2 separate regions of the Zea mays genome follow, and region 2 is linked to region 1. The links are chromatin contacts, called in public Hi-C maps. All regions are on one chromosome and are shown on one strand. Each heading gives the region's core, a stretch centred on a gene start, on an enhancer-like site or on the middle of the called end of the contact. The rest is flanking DNA. Distances are from core to core; before and after follow the strand shown. Region 1 holds the start of LOC100502407. Region 2 overlaps LOC100383969.

Region 1 (6,639 bases), core at 2,042-4,541:
AGGCCCCCGGGCCAGCGTTCCTGCCCATCGACCCCCCTCCCAATCCCCTCTACAGATCTACTGTTCATTGGCTCATTGGTGGGTACTATTCACGTGTGAACAGCACCTCACCCCGCCTCCGCCAGCAACTCCAATCCCTCACCGATCTAGCAACCATAACAGCACGACACAAGAGAAAACAATAAACTAGCAAAGAAAAATGGACATAGGATAGCAGAACTTACTGTAGTACCCATCTGCATCATCCCAGTTGTCATGAAGAGCATTTCTCTCAACATGCAAACCATCACCCTTGCCCTGTACACAATGATTTTGTGACAATAAATAAAACAAAGGATTTTTTAGTAATATTGGAGAATAAACAGGGTTCGAGACTTCGAGTCATGGAGAGACTCTTGCAAATGCTGGGAAAGGTTGTGTACTATGGACCCAAATGGGTTCAACTCTTCCCCTGACCCTGCGCAAGTAGGAATACATGCACCAGGATGCCCTTTTTATTGAAGAATAAACAGGCATAAATATTCCATCTTCAAAAATTAACCAGTTTACTTTAACATGCAAATAATACATGTTCAGAAAGATTAGTGTGTGCATCTGCATCAAACAGTGTCTCTTCTTGTGACGTATTGATCAGAATAGTATGGCATAAGTAGCAGAAGAATGGATAGAAATCATACCGATTTTCTAACTCCCGCAGGTGATTCTCCGAAAATGTCATCACAAAACATGTCTGCTGATCTCTCACTCTGGAATATGAAGGAGGCTAGTAAGTTTTCGGGATGATATGAATTAATATGTTTATTGAATTCGATAACAGGAAACAATTACCTTGGGAGAACCCTCTCCAAGACCTGAAACATCTATTGTCCTCTCATCAGTGAATGCTCCCGTGCTAGTTGAAGTATCATTTTGAGCAGGAGACTTTCCCACAGAAAAGTCGGTTTTGCCATCAAATACCTCTGAAGAATCATGCTTATTTTCAGCTTTGTCATTGCCCGTGGAACTGCTACCGTTATCATCTTTCTGATGCATAGTTACATTTCCATCCATAGCTCTTACTTCTGCACAGACAACAATATATCTTCCAATAACAATTAAATTGATATGGACATGGCAAAGTGAAGGTGTTAGTCATGCATTATGTGAACCCAACATTATATAATCAAGTTACCTTCATCATTGCTGCTTGGTTTAGCTTCCATATCCTGCTTCTGTGATTGCTGCTGCCTGTACTTCGCCATGATAGCTTCTTTCCTCCTCCTTGCTTCCTCTTTGATTTTTTCAGGGTCCTCTTCCTCCTGCATTGCTAACTGCTGTTCTATTTTCTCTTGGTACTTCTCTTCATCTTCCTCCCTAATACCAAGATAAGAGCAGTAAATATAAATATGCAAAAAACAAAACAAGAAATAGAAAGCAGGCTAATGAATTAATTGTCAGTTAGTCATGAGAAAACTGCCTTACTTGAGATAATTTTCCTTCATTTCTTCAAACTTTCGGTTTTTACGGTCAACATCTCTACCTTTCTCCCCAGATCTTGTTCTCTCTTTGTAGCCATCAGACACACTATATTTCGAGCGTGTTGAATCCCTGTACCTATCACTATCGCTAACTTTGTCCCGTCCTTCCTTAGCTCTATGAGTTTCGCTTCCCTTGACCCTGTGCCATTCCCTGTCCCCAGCATCTCTCCCTCTCTCCCTTTCATATGCACTGTTAACCCTGTCAGATTCTCTATGTTTACTTGTATCCCTCTTGCTGCCATGATCCCTATGCATTGAACTACCAATCCGTCTTTCACTCTCCCGGCTTTGATCACGAAGACGTGTACTTTCCCTTAGATCCGATCTACTATGACTCCTGCTTCTTTCTCTGTGCTTCCAAGTAGCTTCTAGCGAATCAATTTTGTCTCTATATGTCCTATCGTCTCTGTACCTTTCCTGGCTGCCATGTCTGTCATTATGCCTATCACCATGTCTATCATGAATACCATGGCTGCTGCTCCTTTCTCTTTCATTCTCCTGGGTCCCAGTCGTATGTCTGCCAGACTTCCCATTCTGATCATTGCTCTCACGATCAGAACCATTAGTATCATCACCTCTTTCTCCAGATCTCAAGTGATCTCTTGAATGAGCTTCACTCTGATGCCTTGAGTATGGAGATGCTCTAGAGCGATTTTTGGGATAATGATCTTTTGAAGATGAAGAGTGATGCCCATCTTTGTGCCTCCTTTCCTTCTCCCTTCTGGGCTTTGGAGATTTTGAACAACTTTGACTTTGCCTCCGTCCATGCCCTTTGTTATCCTCAGCATCACTTGATAGGATACCTCCGCTTTCAGACTCAGGGGCACCGTGAAGTGACCTCCTTCTATCTTTTGAGGATGGAAGGGTAGGCGGAGCAGGAGCTTGCATCTTGGTTGCATCTGTGTTAATATCAGCACCATTACCAAAGTGCTCCTGCGTTTGCAACATATCAAACAGTAAGTAGATTAGCCAACTTGGCATGGAGAAACAGAAAAAGGATATCCAAGTAATGCTAACTACGTTGCAGAAATTGAGTAAGACCGGCACCTCTAATTTCCTGATTAGACTGTTGTACCTGAACAACAATGATGTCATTCAATTTGCTATCTTAGCTGGAAAACCTCACCAGGACAAGACTGCGAAAAGACAAGAATCTTGCTACAGACGAATTAGTTGCTTCCAGTCAGTGGTGTGTGTTTTTCAGATGGCTGTGGTACCCTCGAGAGCAACTGACATGACATAGTCTAAATACATGAGCAAGCCGAGAGACTATGCGTCTATACTGTAGTAACGAGGAGCGCTTCCAGGGCTAGTTAAAGTCAAACCGAAGGGAGCAGGCGGAGAGAGATGTACCGGAGCAAGGGAAGACTGTGGGGCGGCGGACTCGGCATTGACCTCCATAGCAGAGACGGAGGAAGCATCGTCGAGTATCTCCCCCTCCTCTACCTCTTCGTCGGCCGCCTCGGGTATCGGGGAATCGGCGTGACGGTGTCGACGGTGGTGGTGGTGGTGGTGGTGGCGGTGGTGGCGCTTGCGGCGCTTCGGGGATGCGTCGGGCTGGGCGTCGTCGGGCAAGCGAGAGTATTTGGCAGGGGACAGGGGGGAGGGCTCTCCGCCGGCGGCCATGGCGATTGCGACAGAGGCAGGTAGGGTTAGGGTTAGAGGCTCCCCCTCTCCTCCCTGCGAGCGAGATTGCGATGCCGATGCGAATTTTGTTGCGCCTGCGGACCGAGCCGATGATGGCAGCACAAACGAGATTGGTTTTAGTTTAGTTGATTGATGTCAAAGGTTTAAATTACGAATATTATATATAGACTTTATTATATTTAATAAATTTGTTTTGTTTTTTATACTAGTATAATAGTATGTCTAATTAGTTTTATAATTAAACTATATTCTTATATCTATCATCTCTCTACCTCTACTTAATACTTATAGCTATCATCTTTCTACCTTTACTCTCTATCTCTACTATTACTATTACTAACGGCAACGATAGCACCTATTAGGTGCAAGCGTGCAACAGATCTTTTGGTCCATTTGATCTAGATCCAACTGTATATCCTATTTAACATTTAAACTCTTTCACCACCACTTTAGTGGTAGCTTTATAAAATCTTTATTATTTCTTTTTTCTATAAATTCTTTATAGTATACTTAAATATAGAGTATAAATCATAAAAACATGTGTTCTAGTGGCTATGTGGATGTGAACGTGGGATTATAGCCAACAATTTTGCATATTTTTTCTTATTTTTACCATTTAAACCTCACATCCATATGAAAAGTTGTAAACGAGTCTGAGCATTTATCCATATTGTCGGTACATGGCTACGATGGTTTTCTATATATCATGTGTGATTATATTTTAAATTTTATAATTATTAGTTCATAGACTAACGATACTGATCTCTCTTAATTTTAATGCAATTATATAAGTGTTGTTGTAGTAGAGGATGTTGGTTCGATCACTGCTCTCACTTAATATTTTTGTTGCATGCCTTAAATTTTAATGTAGACGCAAACTCGCGCGGGGAGGCCTGGGATGCTCGCGCGGGAGCACATTGACGCACGAAGAAATCGATGAAACTCATGTATTATATAATAGTAAAGATAAATTTTCTGTTAAAGGAGCGGCGGTCGCAGAACCGGCGGCTAGCTAGGGCGGTTACGCCGGGCGCGATACGGGGAGAGGGCATGCGCAGTTGGATGGCGTGGGGCGATAGAACAGACGGTGCATATGTGTAGATGGCAGAAAGGCGGGTTCATTCCAAAATATATAAGGGTCCTTTTTTGCAAAAAAAAATAACGCAGGACGATTTTTTAAACGGGTGTTTTAATATAGTAGAGAAGAGATAGAAATAGAGATAATGCACCGGTTTTTAAAATCGACGATCATGTGTTTCGGGCAGAGGTACCCAAGTCTCAACATCGCGCCGCTCGTAGTCTAGAAAGCAGAGCAGGCTCGGCTGAGCCTGAGCGTTTGCATGGGGGCTGTTAGAAGTGGAAGCATCGAGCAGAGCAGAGCGAGCACGACTGGAGGCTCCACATAATAGGGTCAGTCGCTACTACGAGTATAAGTGGACTATAGATCATTCTTCTCATCAGTTATGTACTAAGTTGTTAGTTATGGCTGAGCATATGGTTTCTAATTATTATAATCATGATTGTGTCTCATAAATAGATTGTGTAGAGATTTATTGTGTTAGTAAAATGTTTCGAACAAAAGAAGCAGCATTAGCGTAAATTGAAATTGAAAGTGAAGAAGAGGCACAAAATATTACAATTATTTTTAATGTGGTTCTCTTTAAAATTATGGAGCAAAAAACACTATTGCTGATGTCGACATGATGTGTTTAAAGGAGAAACCATATCATAACATGTATCCTATCTTTAACATCTATGATAATGTATTTTTTGTCCTACATATTTTTATTATATGTTAATGTTGGAAGTTTATGATCACTTCGGTCTGGATCTTGGTCAATTTCTGGGTCTGCCACTGGTTTTGGGCGACGCACCGGCCGCCCGCTTCAACTCTGCGCTAGCTACAGGTCCACGCGTGTGGGATCTGTCGGTGTTTTGGGTCCGACCGCGCACCCGGGGTTGCCCCTCAAGGTGCTTTTGGAGTAGGACGGTGTTACCGACTGTAGCTCGATGGTTCGTGCTAGATGCACGAGAAACAATGGACAGTTGTGTACAGGTTCGGGCTGCTTTGAGATGTGTAACACCCTACGTCCTGGCGTGAGTACTTTATGTGGTGGGTTACAAGGAGGTTCCCTAGTGTTGGAGACGTAGAGAGCCGGGGTGGATGGCTAAGTAATGAGGTAGATCGTCTTGAAGGGGTGCCCCCTAGGCCTTATATACTCGATCGTAGGGCATTACATGTGGATATGATAACAACGGGTGCATAAGTAATAGTGAACTGACTGAGTCTATCTTCCTATAATTCAGCCGACCCATCCTCGCTCAGTTCCGATGTACGGGGCCCCTGCACGGGAAGGTTGGGTCACTGTTGCGATCACTGCTCAAATCCATCGGGCCGTCTGGGCCTGCGTCGATCTGGTCTTGTGTCAATCCGCTTTATTGGACGTTCCTTCCAGGCCCACGAAGGGGTGACCTCGCGGATTATTGGGCCCACGGGCCCCTCGCGAGGTATCTTGTCCTTCTGGTGGACCCGGGGATATCCGTCCCCCACAAGCCCCGATCTTTGGGTTGATTTTGAAATAACCGGTCTAAAGATCCTAGGTCCAGCTTACAGTCTTTGATTTTAACAAGAAATGCCTTGGAAATAAGCCTGTCGGGTCACTACTTCTGAACTCTGAGTGATCCGGTAAAAACGATCTTTTACTGTCTTCTTCCGCTATTATTCCTCGGAATTTGGTGTTCTGTCTTAGGTTCATGCTTCAGAGGTCAGCATTTTGCACTGTAGAACTTTGAAGTATGGGTGTAGCCCCCGAGCTTTGAGTGGATTTTTGAAAATAATCCGCTCAAAGGTCTTCGCTGTCACATTGGAATCCACATAATGCTTTAGAGATCAACATTATATCATCAACATTATGCTTTAGAGGTCAGCATTCGTTTTTGTCTTCAAAATCGAGCACGAGATCTGTCTATATCTTGCTAGGTCCTGCAATTTATTTGGTCTGCGACTGATTGGACGTTCGATAGATGGCCTTTGGCTATTCTTCATATCACTTCGTGCTTCAATGCTTCTGTCGATTAGACTTGTACCTCACTAGCTATATTTGGCTTTCCTTTGATCCTTGTTGATATCTTCTTCTGCCTTGAGGTATTCATTGTGTATACTGTATTGATGTGACTGCTTGGGAAAATCTATTGAAAATTCCTGGTCGTCCCCCCCAATGGGTGTAGGCAAGGGACGGCTTGGTGCACTGAGCGTTTAGCAAACTGCTTCCAAGTAGTAACTTGACGTGACCGCGGGTGTAATCATATCGCCCAAGCAGTTTACTGGATTCCCAATGGGTGTCATGTTACGTGGAACGGCGTCAGCCGCCTGACGTGTCTCTAGACGGTTTGAATTGCATATTGAATTTTTGTGACTGTTCGGTGGCCGTGGTAGGAGGTGAGCGGTTGCCTTCTCCTTCTATAAATAGTGTTC
Region 2 (6,639 bases), core at 1,422-3,921, 98 kb after region 1:
GATGTGGGGTCTCACAAACCAATGAACGACGATATTGTTCGATGACATATATGATCTATGCAAAACCAAAACCCTAATGTGGTGGAAGCTGCTGTTAAAATAGAGATTAGGGGCGTGCACAACCCCTGGAGGTAACCCTAATGGGTTCTAACATGATACACGACCCAACAGACAGTGTCACAACACCAAAACATAATCTGAGCGCTGACTTTGTTTCGATAATTCCCGTTGACTCCAGATGAATTTTAAGGTGGAACCAGTTGGGTTGGTTATATAATCTTCTTATCTTTCCAACCATGTCAAGTCCGACGCAATCGGAGTCCAGATGCGTCCTGAGCTTTCATTTTACTGCAGACTAGTCCTGGAACCCAAGATTGATTCGCAACCGAGTCGTACTTGATCTCCTTCCTTTTGTGGACGTCCTTGCTGCTCCTCCTTGACACCTTAGCCTTTCTCAAGTCCTTGATGGTCCTCTCCAAAGTTCCTAATCATTAAAACATCCATGACAGCAAGTGTAAGCTCTAAACTACAATTGACTAGGTCAGAACGAACCTGGAGATTCAACTTTCGTGCACGCGCTCGTGTTGTCGGTCCATGCATTGTTTTTATGGGAATGATGTCCTTATAATTAACCCCCACTTAAATTGGAGTCATCCTCGACTCAGGCGATGGCCATGGGGTGGCCTAGCAACCCTAGGATGTACAAGTCCTTTAGGCCCAAAAACAGGCGTCACTGATTTCTGGCAGATTATGGACATCATCTTGCTATGACAATTTTGATAAGCTCCAACTATATATTGATGTGGGACCAATTGGGTTAGAAATATTATCTGCTTAACTTTCCAACGGTATCTAGAACATCAAAAATGGAGTCCGTATGTAGTCTAGGCGCCCGTTTTCGCAAGACCCACTCCTATAGTCCGAACCGAATTCGCGAATAAACTGGACTTCAACTCCCCTTGAGCTTGGGACCGTATTATTGATTGGACCTTGACCATATAGTTGATATCCATGTACTCATCATTCTCCCCTTCTTGGTTTTGAGTCGTCCTCAACTCAAAGTTGTTGGTGCCTGCAAAAGGTGTTGATGTAGTGCTTGATGTCGTCCAACCTTGCTCCCTTCTTGAAGTTGGCCCTGTTGTTGTAAAACATACAAAGAAGAACAAGTGGAACTCGATGTGATATGGTTAGCTTTAACACAACCCTCTAGTTGATCATATTGTTTCATGACAAAAGGAGGTTTCATGTTTGAACAAATATATACTCGATGCACCATATATTCTACTTTCTAATTATATCTTCCAATAACATGATATGTATGTTTAGATAACCATAGCAAATCAACACTAAAAGAAAGTTTCTCCTCTAAATTATTTAGATTACATGGAACATCAAATTCAATATAGCCCAAACTATTTAAAAAGATAATAAGTTCAGCTCATCATGCACACTAGTTATAGAATTGAATGTTCTAAGTTCAGCACAATTACAGGATAGGAAGAAACAATATCAAGTTTGTGCTCAAGTTGTGGCATATAAGTAATAGAAGAATCATCACACAACTCTTTTTTATCACAAGAATTACTAGTACAATCATAATGCAATAAAGGAAACTCAAGTTTATTTGAAGGCATGACATCATTGGAAGAAACAAATCGTTCTCTCATAAGCATTTTCATATTAGCCCAAGTTTGTGGTTTATCAGATGGAGTTAATGACTCCCACCAAGATAAAGCAGAATGGGTCAAAACACTAGGGGCCTTTTTGTTCTTTTTCTGTTCACACATAAAATATTCTGAAAAAGACAATCTATCTTAGTTTCCCACTCGATATATTTTTTAGCATATATACCATCATAAGATGGAAAAAAACATGGATAGAATCACCTGCAGAAGTTGTAGGGTGTGGTAGGTGAGTCTCCATCGTGTCCATCTGTTCAACAAGTCCTAAAACTCTCTTAAACCTTTCAGTGTTCATGTTGAGTGCATCATAACTCTCATCATGTCACGGAGCTTCGGATGAAATGTTCTTGTCATTGTTAGTACAAAATAGAAACAAAGAAACAAGCAAAAGGTGTGAATAAGTACCTGTTCTGCTCGAGACAATGTTGGAGCTTTAGAAAGGCTCACTAATATATATATATATATATATATATATATATATATATATATATATTTGTGACACACAATTCAGTAATAGATAGCAATGCTGAATAAGTGTCCAAAGTACTCGTCCTAGTTGCTGGCCTAGAGAATGTATTAGAACAGTTGAAGGAAGACACAAAGGAGGTAAAGGATCTAGGCATAGCAAGAAAACAAGATGGAAATAAGATGATTCATAGAGGTGCACAGATCAATGATGTTCTGTCTGTTGCTGACCTAGTTGTTTTTGAGCTGCTACCGGCACGAGTTTCCATGAGTTGCGGACTTGCGGTGTCATTAGTCCGAGGAAGAAGAATGGGTTGCACCCAGTTTTTGTTGGTCTCGTAAGTTGAGGCGGCGGCGGGTCCAGACAGAAAGAGCGCATTTTTCTTCCGCATCATTGTCTCTGTTTCTTTTATTTATTCGGTGATCATGAAGAGAAAATATGGAACGCGGAAATGTGTTTTATTTATTTTGTTTACCACACCACACCACACCACACCACTGCGCCAAAGCTTCCCTGATACAATACATACAGTACAATACAATACACGAGAAGAGAAGACCACATCCAGGCATCCAGCTACTGCTCCTGGGGCGGAGGCACGGCGGTGGACTCACGGAAAGAGAGCATGCTGGGCGAGTCAACTCTGACGATGACTTCTTCGCCGGCGGAGTCTTCGCTCGAGTTGTATTCCTCCTGCAAGTTCATAGCCCTCCGCTGCCCCTGTGCTGCCCCTGCCGGAGCAGGAGCGGTGGCAGCAACCTCAGGTAGAGCTGCCACTCTCTTCATGTTGGAGCCCTCCGACTGCACGGAGAGCAGATGCCGCTCCTTGGATATGGATGGCATCCTGGGGTAGGAAGAGCTGTGCTTCTTCTGGTTTGTCATCGTCGTGGCCGCCTGCACGCGATGACGTGGCCTCTGCCGCCGGTGACCCTGCTGGCCGGAGGAGAGGCTCACCACGCTGCCCCCGTACATGCTCAGTTGCAGGGCCCTGGAAGACAAGCCGCCCGGCAGCATCTCAGCTGCTAAGCCTAGGCTGCCACGAGACCTCCGGAAGCTCTCGGGCCAGCTGAGCAAGCCGCTGTGCTCCTTGCTCATGCTCCGTGCTGGCTCACCTTGGGGCAGCGACGCACTTGTCTGAACATGAAGATGGGCGGCCTCTGCCTCGTCGAAGAAGATGATCCGCGCTCTGGCTTCCACCTGATACCTGCGTGCAGTATGGCAGTAGTCTATACCCCACAGACAGACAGAGCTCAGAGCCTTTCTTCGTCTCTTCATTTGTTTAGGCAAAAAAACATACGTATGTAGTAATTAATAAATAATAAAGAGACCTGAGGACTCGAGACCGAATAAGCTCAAGTCAGCATTCCATGGCAGAAGCAACGCTGGGGGCGTGATGAGAGTCAGGTTCTCGATCTTCAAGAACCCTTCCAGCAAAATGCCAATGCAATTCTGCTCCACTTCCAAGTCTTCTCCCTTGATGTATATGTTCATCGTCGACCTTTCAGCAACCAGAACCCTCATCTCATGCATTCCCATTTTCTCGAATCTATGAGGGACCAAAAGCCTGGCAAGCACCAGAGCACTTTCCTGCCAACATCCATCCATGATTTACTATACTACTACTAGTGTATGTGTAGTATGAGTAAGTATTTATTTATTACCTGCCACAGGAAAATCTCAATCGAAGGATCTGAATGGAGCAGCTCTTCTATCTTTTCAGTTTCGATGAAGAAACACTGTACCATCGAATCTGTGGTCATGTCACAGATATATGGCTTTCCAATCAGCACCTCATACAGACCCAGAGTGCTCCCATGCGATAAAATTGGATCCAAGGAATGCCTTCTGCTTAATCTCTGACTTGTCCACTGTTGTTGGAAATTTTTTTTAAAAAAAGTGGGGGAATAAAATGCTCATTAGAACGAACAATTCTTCCCCAACAGAATTTTGTCTAGTGTTGTTGAGGCGCGGACAGACCTTCACTACACCAATAGAAACAAGCCAGATACCGGTTGGCCTGGATCCTTCTCTATACAGCGTTGTGCCCTGCCCTCGCAGGGTTTCCTTCGTATTGCTTAGCAAAGTATCACGTACAGCAGCAGGCAGCGCGCCAACTAAAGGATGAGTGTTCAGAAGATCACTGACTCTTGGCATTTTCACTATTGGTGGATTCCTCTGCAACTTCTTCAAGTCTGTCTGCCAAGTGAATTAGCATGGCTTACTAGAGTTATATAAAGCATATTTACTGTAAGTTAAATATTCCAGCTACCTGCAGAGCATCATCTAAATGGACCATTTCCTTCTCTTCCAGCAGCCCAGTCTTCTGGAGGTTTTGAATATACTCACTCAAGTGTGTCAGCACAGAATATGTGACTTGTCGTGTCTTTAGCACTCGTAGCACCTGAAATTGTTGGGTGGGGGGAAAGGATTTCAGAACCAGGGCACTGCAATTCATAAGCAGGAGGATTCTTTAGTTTATTCATGCAATGATCCTTATCTTCGTTATTATGTTGATTTTCTACTTTCTTCAAGTTTTCCAGAGAGAAATGCTTGGTGAATATGCTACCAAGGCTTCATGTTGTTGAATGAAACGATAGAAGCACATTGTTACCACAAACCTGCGGGAATGTAACTCGAACATCTTCCAAGAATTTTCTAGCTTCCTCCCCCTCAGCGTTACTTTCATCAATAACAGTTCTTGCAACCTCACTATCACCTGAAGATAGAAGAAAACAAATAATAAATACTCAAAGTGGTGAAGTGCATTAGCATCATACCGGAAGATTGAGCTCGGGGTATCTCCAAAACAGCACTAAGAATGGAAGATGGACTCAATCCATAAAGAGAGCATGGATCCTTTAATGAAGCAGTCAAGCTTTCATAGTTCAATCTGATAAATAAACCCCAGGTTCGTCCTCATTGAAGTAACACCCAGCCACAATTTCACACTATAAAGTGGTTTTTGCAGTGACGTAAGGCTCTGTCATCCCACATGATCTAGTAGTTTGATAACCAAATGCTGTGACAGATTTCTGTGGTGAAGGTAAATTCTTCTTAAAAGTCTGCTTTCTAGTGCCATTTGTGATCTACATGGCAACAACAATGTACAACTATATAAAATGTTGGTCTGCTCTGCCCATCCAAGTCCCCACTAAGGCCAGATTGTTCCTTGAGATGACCTTAGACGTTGAGATTGGCAATGGCCATAGCACGCTGTTTTGGAACGATAAGGATTAATGGTTGGGCGGCAAAAAGATTGCTGATCTGGCTCCCCATCTGTTCCAAGCTGTCTCTACAAGAAGGGTTGGCAGGAGGACTGTCAGGGAGGCTGTAAGAAGAGAAGCTTTGGGTGCTAGACATCCAAGGAGCTCTCTCAGTAAATGTGGTTACAGAATTTCTTCACCTTTGGGACTTTACATCAGATTATACTTTGCAGCCTGACATGGAGGATAACTTTGTGTTCCAGTTAGCAGCTAATGGAAAGTACTCGGCAAAGGCAGCATATGAAGGGTTATTCCAGGGGTCAGTTTATTTTGAGCCCAGTGAGAGAATTTGGAAATCTTGGACACCTCCCAAATGCCACTACTTTATGTGACTAGTAGCTCTACAGATGTGTTGGACAGCGGATAGGCTAGAAATAAGAGTTCTTGATCATCCGGACAAATGCCTTTTTCACGATTAGGAAAAGGAATATATTGATCACCTCCTTATTTATCGTGTCTTTGCGAAAGAGTTTTGGTTCAGATTGTTTGGTACACTGGGCTGGCAGCACCATGCCCCACAACCGGGCACCGAAAGCTTTATGGAATGGTGGAGGCTGATTGACAATTCTGCAGAGGGGCTGATTAAGAAGGCTCTTAACTCTTAGATCATCTTAGGAGCCTTGAGTCTTTGGAAACATAGAAATAGCTGTGTTTTTTATGGTGTTTCTCCTAGCTTGGCTGCTGTGTTGCTTATGGTAGGAGAGGAGCACTGGTTATGGGGGGATGCTGGTGCAAAGGGGTTTCTTTCTCTAGAGGCCATACAACCGGCAACCAAAACTAGGCTTTCGGGATCGTGTTTAATTTGTTTACTGTATGTACCTCAAATTTTGGCCACCATAAGGTGGCATTTGTAATAGTCCGCTTGGACCTTCTCTTTTCTTCTTAACATAATGATGCGCAGCTCTCCTGCACGTTCGAGAAAAAAATGTCTACCATACATATAGATCTCATACATACACAATTAGTACTGATTCTCTTCTAGCACCACAAAGAAATAATAGGCAATTTGCAGGAAATAACACATCAAGTTCCCAATATATTACCAAGAAAATCATGTAGCTGCCGCCTTGCGATTCTGTGAGCACGAAGAAATGCAGCACAGATGTAACATCCAGACTCTAATCTTTCGACTGTGAAGTATGTGACAAGCTTTCGTGGTAACCTACTCCTCTGAAGGAACCTATAGTAATTTGGGAACTGCACATTGGACTTTAAACCTTTCCAATCA

What was found. A called contact is a pair of places that touch in the nucleus more often than the background predicts.
Region 2: a Hi-C map of leaf shows a contact between it and region 1, with 5 times the contacts expected there. The contact joins the enhancer-like site here to the promoter of LOC100502407 in region 1. A contact is called at or near these places in 8 of 25 Hi-C or Micro-C datasets (bundle sheath, ear, endosperm and 2 more).

What each region holds. Positions count from the first base shown.
Region 1 is chr1:184,922,823-184,929,461 of Zm-B73-REFERENCE-NAM-5.0, forward strand. LOC100502407 reads right to left here and starts at 3,292. Exons shown (of 15, transcript XR_004855405.1): 1 at 2,871-3,292; 2 at 1,462-2,450; 3 at 1,172-1,353; 4 at 829-1,061; 5 at 678-746; 6 at 225-297.
Region 2 is chr1:185,021,155-185,027,793 of Zm-B73-REFERENCE-NAM-5.0, forward strand. LOC100383969 reads right to left here. Exons shown (of 22, transcript NM_001362235.1): 16 at 6,455-6,639; 17 at 4,767-4,864; 18 at 4,418-4,549; 19 at 4,126-4,344; 20 at 3,810-4,016; 21 at 3,477-3,735; 22 at 2,589-3,374. The coding sequence ends at 2,725. Among protein-coding and RNA genes, the nearest start is that of LOC100383969, 17 kb to the right of the region's middle. Within about 2 kb of position 2,672, at least 8 of the 20 cell types and tissues checked have an H3K27ac peak or open chromatin away from gene starts, as enhancers often do. A contact at or near this core is called in endosperm and leaf, where this site is marked.